3 separate regions of the Zea mays genome follow, and regions 2 and 3 are each linked to region 1. The links are chromatin contacts, called in public Hi-C maps. All regions are on one chromosome and are shown on one strand. The core of a region is the stretch at or near the end of the contact, and the rest is flanking DNA. Distances in the headings are between cores, read along the strand shown. Region 1 holds the start of LOC100279100. Region 2 holds the start of LOC100273385. Region 3 has its middle 26 kb from the start of LOC103641899.

Region 1 (3,003 bases), core at 300-2,799:
AACATTCCTTATGTCCACGACTGCTGCATCAAATATACATTTTGATAACAATTAGTGGTACCAAAGCAAATATCCTCAAGATGAGGTTACACAGATTTCCCTTCAAAAGTGAGACAAAAGTTTACACTCACCTCTTGTATGTAAAACTATTGGGAGAAATTTGAATAAGTTGGATTCTACATGCTCTTCTTCATATAATGATGTTATTCTTGAAAGACATGTTCTACATTGCACGGTATAAAAAAGGGATAGCAAATAAGAATAACCATTCCTTGTCATTGTGTTTCTGCTTTGAATCCTTCTCATCTCTACACAATGTTTGTGCGTGTAAATTAATTTGTCCGCTACTGACCAGAGGTATATTTTCTTTCTTTCTCATGTTTCAGGAGATTAAACTTTTTAGATGATGAATATAACTTGTCACATACCCCTCATGTTTGCTGGGCAAAGGTAGCAAAGTTTTTTTTATGATGCAAGTCTGTAATGCAGCAGTGACAATTGTTTTCTTTCTTTTCAAGAAATTAGAAGTCCAAAGCCCCAAAACATAATTGTTACCAAAACCCGATGCTAATCTTCTAGCATGGTTATCAGTAGTATATATATGTCACTTTCATCAGAACACAAAATCAAACAAATTAAATAGCATGATACATGAGAGCAAAGAAGCAAGTAGGCATAGGCAACAGACGTGCAACCTCTTCTTCATAAGAAACTCCCCTTTTAAGCAAATACAAGGGTGGGAAATCACTAAGGCTTGTCCGCTTCAACTACATCACAGATCCATCACAGCTACTACACATAAACAGCGCTAAGAAACTCCTAAACTCGCAAGCTAGCATGCAACGAGGACAAGCAAGAAACCTCGATGAGACATCTTTGTGACACCACTTCAGTCCAAGGCGTCGACGATGCGGCCGACAAGCGCGTCCATGAGCCTCCTCTGTGCATCAAGGTGCCGAAGCGCCATCTCCATCCGCATCCTCTGCGTCTCCCGGGCGGCCTCCATCCTCCTCTCCTCCGCTCGCAGGAAACCCTCTCCGATGGCCCTCAGAGCCCCCACCACATCGCTCACACCGTCCTCGTCCCCGGCATCGTCCCGCCGCCTCTTTCTGGGCGGGGATGCGGGAGGGGAAGGGGGAGACGGCGAAGAGATCGCCGCCGCCGGCGGCGGCGGCGACGAGGACCGGGACGTGGATCGGGACTGGGACTTGGAGAAGAAGGGCGGGGAAGGGACGTCGAGGAGGTCGATGGCGTCGAGGAGCGGGCACGGGCGGCGGCGGTTGGACCGGAGGCGTCGGCGGAGCTTCTCGACCTTGTGGCGGCACTGCCTGGCCGTCTTGGACGGAGCGGCCGCGGCGACGGCGGCCCAGTCAGCGGAGGTCAGGTGCTCACGGCCGACGGCGAGGCGGCGCGCGGTGTAGGCCCGCGCGAGCGCGAGGGTCTCGTCGGTCGTCCAGCACGGGGGCGGCACGCGCCGGCCGGAGGCGCGGGCGGGGGAAGGAGAGGCCATGGTGGTGGTGGGCCTGGCGGGGATGGTGAAGCGGTGGTGGAGGACGGCATGGATGGTGCCGTGGGTTATAACGGAGGCGTTCCCCTTAGGCGGTAACAGGTGGCGGTGGGCGCACGCGGGCGGCGGTGGACGACGGCGGCGCCAACCGCCGCGCGTGGGGGCACCTTGCCCGACACCCCGCGCGCGGGGCGCGGGGCGTGCGACGACTCGTAAAATTGCGCGGTGGCCTTCCGTCCTCCTTCTCGGCTGCTGGGCGGCTACGATGCGTCGGGAGCGGGGGCGACGGCCGTCGGATCACGGGTGGGCCGCCCCCGTGGGCCGTGGACACTGGACTTCAATAGTCGCTTGCGTCCTCTTCTTGGTAATAATGTTTTGGTTTCGGGGGCCGAAATGGAATTTGGCCTCTGTAGCGGCCTAGCGGGGACGGTGGGTGAACGGTGGTCGTCACGTCTGCGATTGGCCGCGCACGGCGGCATGCGGCTCGTGCGACCTGGACGCTTTGGGCTAGCGTGCGGCGGCGGCAAGGCGACTCGCGGGGGCGCGGCAAGGCGTGCGCGGAGGGGCCGTGTCCATGTGTAACCAAGCGACGCCGTCGCCGACGCGGCCACAGTACAACGGCGATGTGGTGTGACGTGCCGGTCAGGGTGTAAATGTAGTCGCATGCTGCGGCCGCCGGCCGGGACACGGTAGCCGGCAGCGTGGAACGAATCAGTGCAGAACTGCGGATAATAGAATATGGGCATGTCAACTAGGGCTGGAAACGAGCCGAGCTAAGCTCGGCTCAGTGCAGCTCGGTAGCTGACCGAGCTCGGCTCGTCCATTTCACGAGCTGGGGAGACAGGCTCGGCTCGAAGGTGGCTCGCGAGCCACACCCTGATATATATAATTGCATTATCTAGTGAATTATTAGTATATAAATATAAATATATAGATATTATTTATTATTATGAGTAATCTAAATTATTAATTGTCATATATTTATTATGAAACGTTAAAAAACAAACTGATTATCTATAAAATTACCCAATATTCATCATAATTTTACATATTAAGGGGGTGTTTGAGAGAGCTTTGCTTTAAAAACTTCAACTTTGGTTTTCCAGTTTCATTATAAAACAGCTCTAGCAAATTGTTAAGGTGAGTTCCAGGAGCGTTTGGTTTGTATATGGACTCCAACTTCTATAGTACAATTGATTTGTGTGGGTTTCCTTGATTACCCTTGATGATTAGTGGGTTGTTGTCAGAGAGAACGAAAGTTGTATGTTGCGTAACCAGTGGCATGGTGGGTAATATTCATACAACTTCATGAGGAGATATAAAAACAGTGTTTTTAAAGCACCTCCTAAGGAGCTTCATGAATTTCATGAAACGGGCCTCTAGTTTCGATTTTTTTTAAAACTAAAGCTCGTGGAGCTGGACCTGTTTGGGTTGAAGAAGTTCGAACAAAATTGAAATTCTTAAAGTGAAGCTCTCCCAAACAGGGCCTAAGTAAT
Region 2 (3,003 bases), core at 342-2,841, 220 kb after region 1:
TCTAACATGCATGTAACTCTCTCCTCCCACGAGCTATAAAAGAGATGGCGTAGAAAGAAACATGATCTAGAAGAACATAGTGTTCCATAAGACCAAGGTGAACTAGATACCAGAAATCATATAACTCTCACAGAACAAAAAAAAGGGAGGGCTAGTCGTCTATGAGGCTAAGGGAATATATGAGCATGTAATGTTCTTCTCCTCTGCATTCATCAATCCATCATACACAAAAGACGATATAGAGTGTTACACATTCAACGGCTCGAAACTCTATAATTTTTTCATGTGTCGGTGGCCGTAGCACTACCCGAGATCAACATGTCTCGAGGCTATATCCCTCGCTCTATCCCTTACCTATCAATCTCCTTGGATATCTAAGGTACCATGGTGTTGTTATACGATGACATTGCTCTATCCCACTCAACCCCTCTAACCAAACAAGAAACTGGAACGACTCTCTCTCAAATCAAATAGGAAACAGGTTCAAATCTCATATCATAAAATTAGGACGGGTTCAAGCCTCACATTATTCCTCACATTATTCTGGAACCAAACATATGCTTATGCATAAACTTCCGCTATCATTAGCGTCGGCGTAAGTAATGTGACACCGCCTTCGTGACATCACGAATGATATTAACTTTTAGCAATAGTTTATCGTATGATTATACCTACGTGATAGCCTGAAGTGATCTATGAGATTATCTCTTGAGGGTTGATTTGGTGACCCGGGATCCCGGGAGGATCGGAGGGGATTGAGGGGGAAATGAACTAATTTCCCCCTCAATCCCCTCCGATCCGGGAAATTTCCCCTCAATCCCCTCCGATCCTCCCGGGATCTCGGGTCACCAAATCAACCCTCAAGAGGATTGAGGGGGAAATGAACTAATTTCCCCCTCAATCCCCTCCGATCCGGGAAATTTCCTCTCAATCCCCTCCGATCCTCCCGGGATCCCTTTGTCACCAAATCAACCCTGATTGAGAAATTGTTTCTTTCTTTTTACTAAAATATAAAATACATTACTTTCATAACTCGTTTTTGGAGCTACTGGGATGCTAGCGTGACCGTACACGACTACGACGGCACAAAAGATCAACACCGAAACCATGTCATCGCCAACGCCGAGCCAAGGCCGTCAACATGTGAACGGCGAACCCCAATCGAGATAGAAAAACTCCAAGCCACTGCACTGTTATTAGTCCCAGTTGTTGCCGTCGCACGCCAAACCAAATTACAAAGACCCAAAAGTCAAAGTCAGAGGGAGGCAGCGAGGCGTGCATCCGTCCACGTCCCGGCCCGCCCCCGGCTGGTACCCTAAAAAGATCGCGCACGCATATCTGACGACCGGCCCGCACCCACCTCAACCTCACCTGCCACTGCCATCCTTTCTCACACTCGCGCACCGGCGCGCGTCCGCTGCCCGCACCCCGTCCCGTTGTACTGCAGGGCGGAGCCTCGCTCGCCTTTTGTACTGCACGCCCACGCGTCCACACGCGCGCGCGGCCCGGACCTGGCTACGAAGCGCAGGCAGTACAGACAGCACCGCCTGGTTTGAGCGGCTGCCGCCGCTGCATATACTCCCTCCCTGCCTTCCAGTGCCAGGGGTGACCGGCGTGCGTGCCATTCCACGCTCTCGCGGCTCGTGTGCCAGCGGTGACCAGCGCTCGTGCTCGTCCAGTCCACCAGGCGCTGCTGTTCCGGCAAGCCAGCCAGGTGAGGGATCCAGATCGGCCTCTGCGTGCCATGCGTGGTCTCCGCTCTCCAGCCCGCGTCGAGAAATTCGATCCTTTTTGGCTCGGTTCTGGCTGTCCTGTGCGTCAGTTCTGCGTTTCCGTGTCTGTTATCGTCATAGTCCGTTCTGTTTTTTTTTTCCTTCTGTTTCCCACACCTGTGTTCCTGTTCCTGTCCTGCTGGAGTGATTTATGGCATCGTTTGCGTGGTTTTCAATTCAGGATTGGATATTTTCCGCCAATCGGATTCTGGTGACATATACGTTAGCGTTTGAGGATCCCCATTTGGGAAATTTCGGTTTCCATTGCAAAACTGAATAAAAAATATATCCAAGAGAAGAAAGAAGGCCAAAGGTTATGGATTTTTAATAATCCGAGATCCATCCGACAACTCACGCGCCTCTGCATCTGTCCAAGTCCAATGCACGAGCACATGGATGGCGTAGTGGCATGGTCTGGTTCTTTTTTTTTTGTGTGAACAAACAAATGAACTCACATCTACGCCTCCATACTGCAGCAGCAGCCGCCGCCGCCGCCGTCTCGGAGCTCGAGCTCCTAGTCCCCCGGGGCCGAGGCGCCGGCGCCATGGACCAGCTCCGGCCCGAGCCGGCCGCGGGCGCGCACGAGATCGAGAAGACGGCGGCGCCGGACGTGGAGTCGGAGCCCGCGGCGGCGGTGCCGGAGCCGGAGCGCGTGCCGCCGTGGCGCGAGCAGGTCACCGCGCGCGGGATGGTGGCGGCGCTGCTCATCGGCTTCGTCTACACGGTGATCGTCATGAAGCTGAGCCTCACCACGGGGCTCACCCCCACCATGAACGTCTCCGCCGCGCTGCTCGCCTTCCTGGCGCTCCGCGGATGGACGCGCGCCCTCGGCCGCCTAGGCATTGCATGCCGCCCCTTCACCCGCCAGGAGAACACCGTCGTGCAGACCTGCGTCGTCGCCTGCTACACCATAGGGTTCGGCGGTAAGCCAGTCCGTCACGCCTTGCTTGCCAATCGACGAGCCCTGTCCCAGTCACGAGTCCGCCCGCCGTCGCTATTGACCATCTTGCCAATCCGCAGGTGGGTTCGGGTCGTTCCTGCTGGGCCTGGACAAGAAGACGTACGAGCTCTCCGGGGTGAGCACGCCGGGCAACGTGCCGGGGAGCTACAGGGAGCCTGCCATCGGCTGGATGACCGGATTCCTCCTCGCCGTCAGCTTCGTGGGGCTCCTCACCTTGCTTCCACTCAGAAAGGTCCTGTCCCTCCCGCGGTCCTCTCTTCTCTCTGATCT
Region 3 (3,003 bases), core at 321-2,820, 140 kb after region 1:
CACTAGTTATTTGACCTTGTGTTGAACCTTGTTCACTGATCATTATACACTATTCAAGTATGTTCATCATACTGAATTTCCTGTTCAACACTTAGCAAACTTGTTAGACCTTTAAATGTGTTGTTATCCAAATCACCAAAACTCACAAAAGGGATGAATGCACTTTCATTTACGCACAAGTCATGTTACCTATTCGCCAAGGGATCGTGACTTCTCATTCATCTCTGCTGAGGAGACGAGGCAGGGTACCACTATAAGGCCTTTACAAAGTTCCACTAGCTTCCGAAAACCCGCTACGGTTTCTGAGAAGGGCAATATAGGAATCCCTCGTCCGGAAAGCCATCTCAGCATGATCGACCCGAGAACCTCCCTATACACAACTCCTTATCGCCCTTGCCCCTTTCGGGTAAGGTAGTCTTCCACTAGCTTTCCTAGTTAGTCAGCCAAGGGCGTCCCATACCATCCTTATGGTAGCACTGTTTTCCCGGGTGGTCGCTCCATGTTCCAATTAACGTAATGATCTTGTCATGAACAATAATTAAAACAACAGTATAACTGGAACATGATCATAATATAATATTAATTTCCCAAAATCAGGTAGAGCAATAGCAAAGCTATCCAATAGTTCTTTTGTTTGCAAGGTGTGGGATAAACAATGCTAGGGAAACCTATTAGGTCCCATCAAATTAACTTGAGCATGTCACAGTGATTAACATAAATATTATTGGGTAAAGAAAAGTGTCCAAGGGCACAGCTTGCCTTAGACTTGAGATCCCAGGTACCAAGTTAGTCTTCAGATTCTCGTAACCTCGCTGCTACTCGTATCAATACATACAAATAGACAAGAAGTACATAAAAATAACAGCACACCAAGCACGAGAACAAACAGCGTAAGAATATTCTACGCGTTGCTATGAGATCATGGGTTCGAGAATCACTAAAATCGGAGTTACTGTTAAGAAGATATGATTTACTGAAGTTCTAGGTGATTAAACAATAAAACTATGTTATTTTGATATTTTGATTAATATAAATCTTGTGAGACAATATATTACCAATATACCACTAATTCAACCTTTTAATCTAAGTTATAACTTGATTATAGATTTATATCTTAGTTTGTTTTCAATTATGGTAAGATTAACTTTGGTTAGCAAGATTAATCTACTATTCTTAGGTTCAATGAGTATCTAATTATAAGAGCATGTGATATCTTACAAATAACTTAGTTATGAATTTTCTAAGATCATTGAATTATTTTTATGCTAAAATCATTTTATATATTCATTTTACCATTTTTTTGGCCTGGTGGACTTTGGCTACTATTTTATAAGAGCTCAAGGTTGTTTTTACAAATTTTAGGACCATTATGTAATGATCTTAGAATATTAGTGGACATCGGGTTTATTAAACAAAACGACAGGGAATTGTATGCAAATGTTCGGCCGCGAAGGGGTATCCTTCAATCATACCCGTTGGATAACAGTCAAACGGTCTAGAAAAGATCTCATCCGGTACACAATTGAGGCCATAGGATCAAAGAGCGACGGTCTAGATTACTCGACTGAGCCAACACCCCCCATCTAAGATGGCACAGTCCAAGGTCTACGGTTTCCAGTGACCTCACGACGGATTTGACGTCGGTGAGCAATCACAGTTTTCTCCGGTTCTCCCCCATGCCCTACGGTCGCGGATTCACAATGATGCAGACTTCCATAGCTCCAAGTTGGCCGCCTCAGTGGTGTCGCTGCCCGAGTCCCGTGTGGGTGTGTCACGCGTGGCGGTGTGGGCGCGGCCGGCACCCGAGTACTGGGAGGCACCGGCGAAGGGCAATGACGGTGGTCGGGCGAGCCACGAGCGGCAGATAGGGGCACGGAGGTAGAAGGGCTAGGGCGCCAGGCTCCCAGCATGGGCGCGCATGGCGGTCGTGAGGTCCTGGCGGCCGACCGATGGCAGACGTCTCTGGTGCTCGGCGGGTCGCGACGGCGCGATGCCATGCTTTATGGGGGAAGGGGCGAGTCCGCGCCAAAGAAGTCGGTAGCAGGTCAGCAGAATCCCCGAGGATTCGGTGGAGGTTGTTGCGATGCGACGTTGATACGATATTGTGCAGAGCTCGAAAGAGATAAGGAAGAAGGGATACACACTGACATGCCAGGCCCACACTCCAGACACCAACGTCAGATACCGCGCGAGAGGGAGCTAGCTTCGGGCCCTACCTGCCACTGCCTCCGTGTAGTGCAGAGGCTGCCCAGCGAGCCCCACCCGATAGGCCGCAGGCACCTGCGCACAAATGGGCCAGGATGAGGGGACGCTGGGCCAAGAGAGTAGGAGGGGGAGTGGGCCAGGACGGGGAAATCGACCCACGAGTGTTCTTTCTCTCTTTTTTGTTTCATTTTCTAAGTCCCAATTTGGCTCCAAATTTAAAATGTGAGTTTTGGATTTTCATTTTCAAATTTACTACACAATCAAAATCCAACATGGATGCCCATATACATATCTTTTTTATTAATTCATTTATTCATTTCCCTATTGAAATACATGCTTCTAGATATGCACTTTACACATAAATAGTTATTTTTAGAAAATAATTTCTAAGGTATTGTCTTTGTCCGGGTATGATTTTAAATTAAATCCTTTTGAAGAGTACTTATAAGTATATTTTCCAATAAAGGAATAACTAAAATCATATAGGGATACTTTTATTTATTAGGAATCATATTTGGTTTAGTAGATGTAATTCCAAAGGGAACAAAGTTCTAATTGAAAGGCATTTTAATTTAAATTTATCGGAGAGTTTTATCAGATTACCTAAAATAGATTTTGAGGTGTTACATTCTTCACCTCTGGCTTTGAGTACCTTAGCCTCCTTGACCTTCTCCCGTGCACTAGTTACCTCAAAGTTCTTATTGCCTCCATCCTTGGTATGACCAGTTGTCTCCAAGTTATGCACACCAAGTCTACATAAGCAGTGTTCACCTTCACTTAGCTTCTGATGTCCACTGT

The links. Hi-C and Micro-C count contacts between places; a contact is called where the count stands out from the background.
Region 2: a Hi-C map of bundle sheath shows a contact between it and region 1, with 3 times the contacts expected there. The contact joins the promoter of LOC100273385 here to the promoter of LOC100279100 in region 1. A contact is called at or near these places in 5 of 25 Hi-C or Micro-C datasets (bundle sheath, ear and leaf).
Region 3: a Hi-C map of leaf shows a contact between it and region 1, with 5 times the contacts expected there. The contact joins the enhancer-like site here to the promoter of LOC100279100 in region 1. A contact is called at or near these places in 10 of 25 Hi-C or Micro-C datasets (bundle sheath, ear, endosperm and 3 more).

The regions. Positions count from the first base shown.
Region 1 is chr10:136,636,662-136,639,664 of Zm-B73-REFERENCE-NAM-5.0, reverse strand. LOC100279100 reads right to left here and starts at 1,549. Exons shown (of 1, transcript NM_001152145.2): 1 at 617-1,549. The coding sequence starts at 1,510. The coding sequence ends at 890. It overlaps LOC103641904 (cationic amino acid transporter 6, chloroplastic), which reads left to right. Exons shown (of 5, transcript XM_008665213.4): 5 at 1-179.
Region 2 is chr10:136,417,112-136,420,114 of Zm-B73-REFERENCE-NAM-5.0, reverse strand. It overlaps LOC100273385, which reads left to right and starts at 1,591. Exons shown (of 8, transcript NM_001348941.1): 1 at 1,591-1,714; 2 at 2,249-2,695; 3 at 2,793-2,965. The coding sequence starts at 2,317.
Region 3 is chr10:136,498,293-136,501,295 of Zm-B73-REFERENCE-NAM-5.0, reverse strand. No RefSeq gene overlaps it. Among protein-coding and RNA genes, the nearest start is that of LOC103641899, 26 kb to the right of the region's middle. Within about 2 kb of position 1,570, at least 19 of the 20 cell types and tissues checked have an H3K27ac peak or open chromatin away from gene starts, as enhancers often do. A contact at or near this core is called in bundle sheath, ear, endosperm and 2 more, where this site is marked.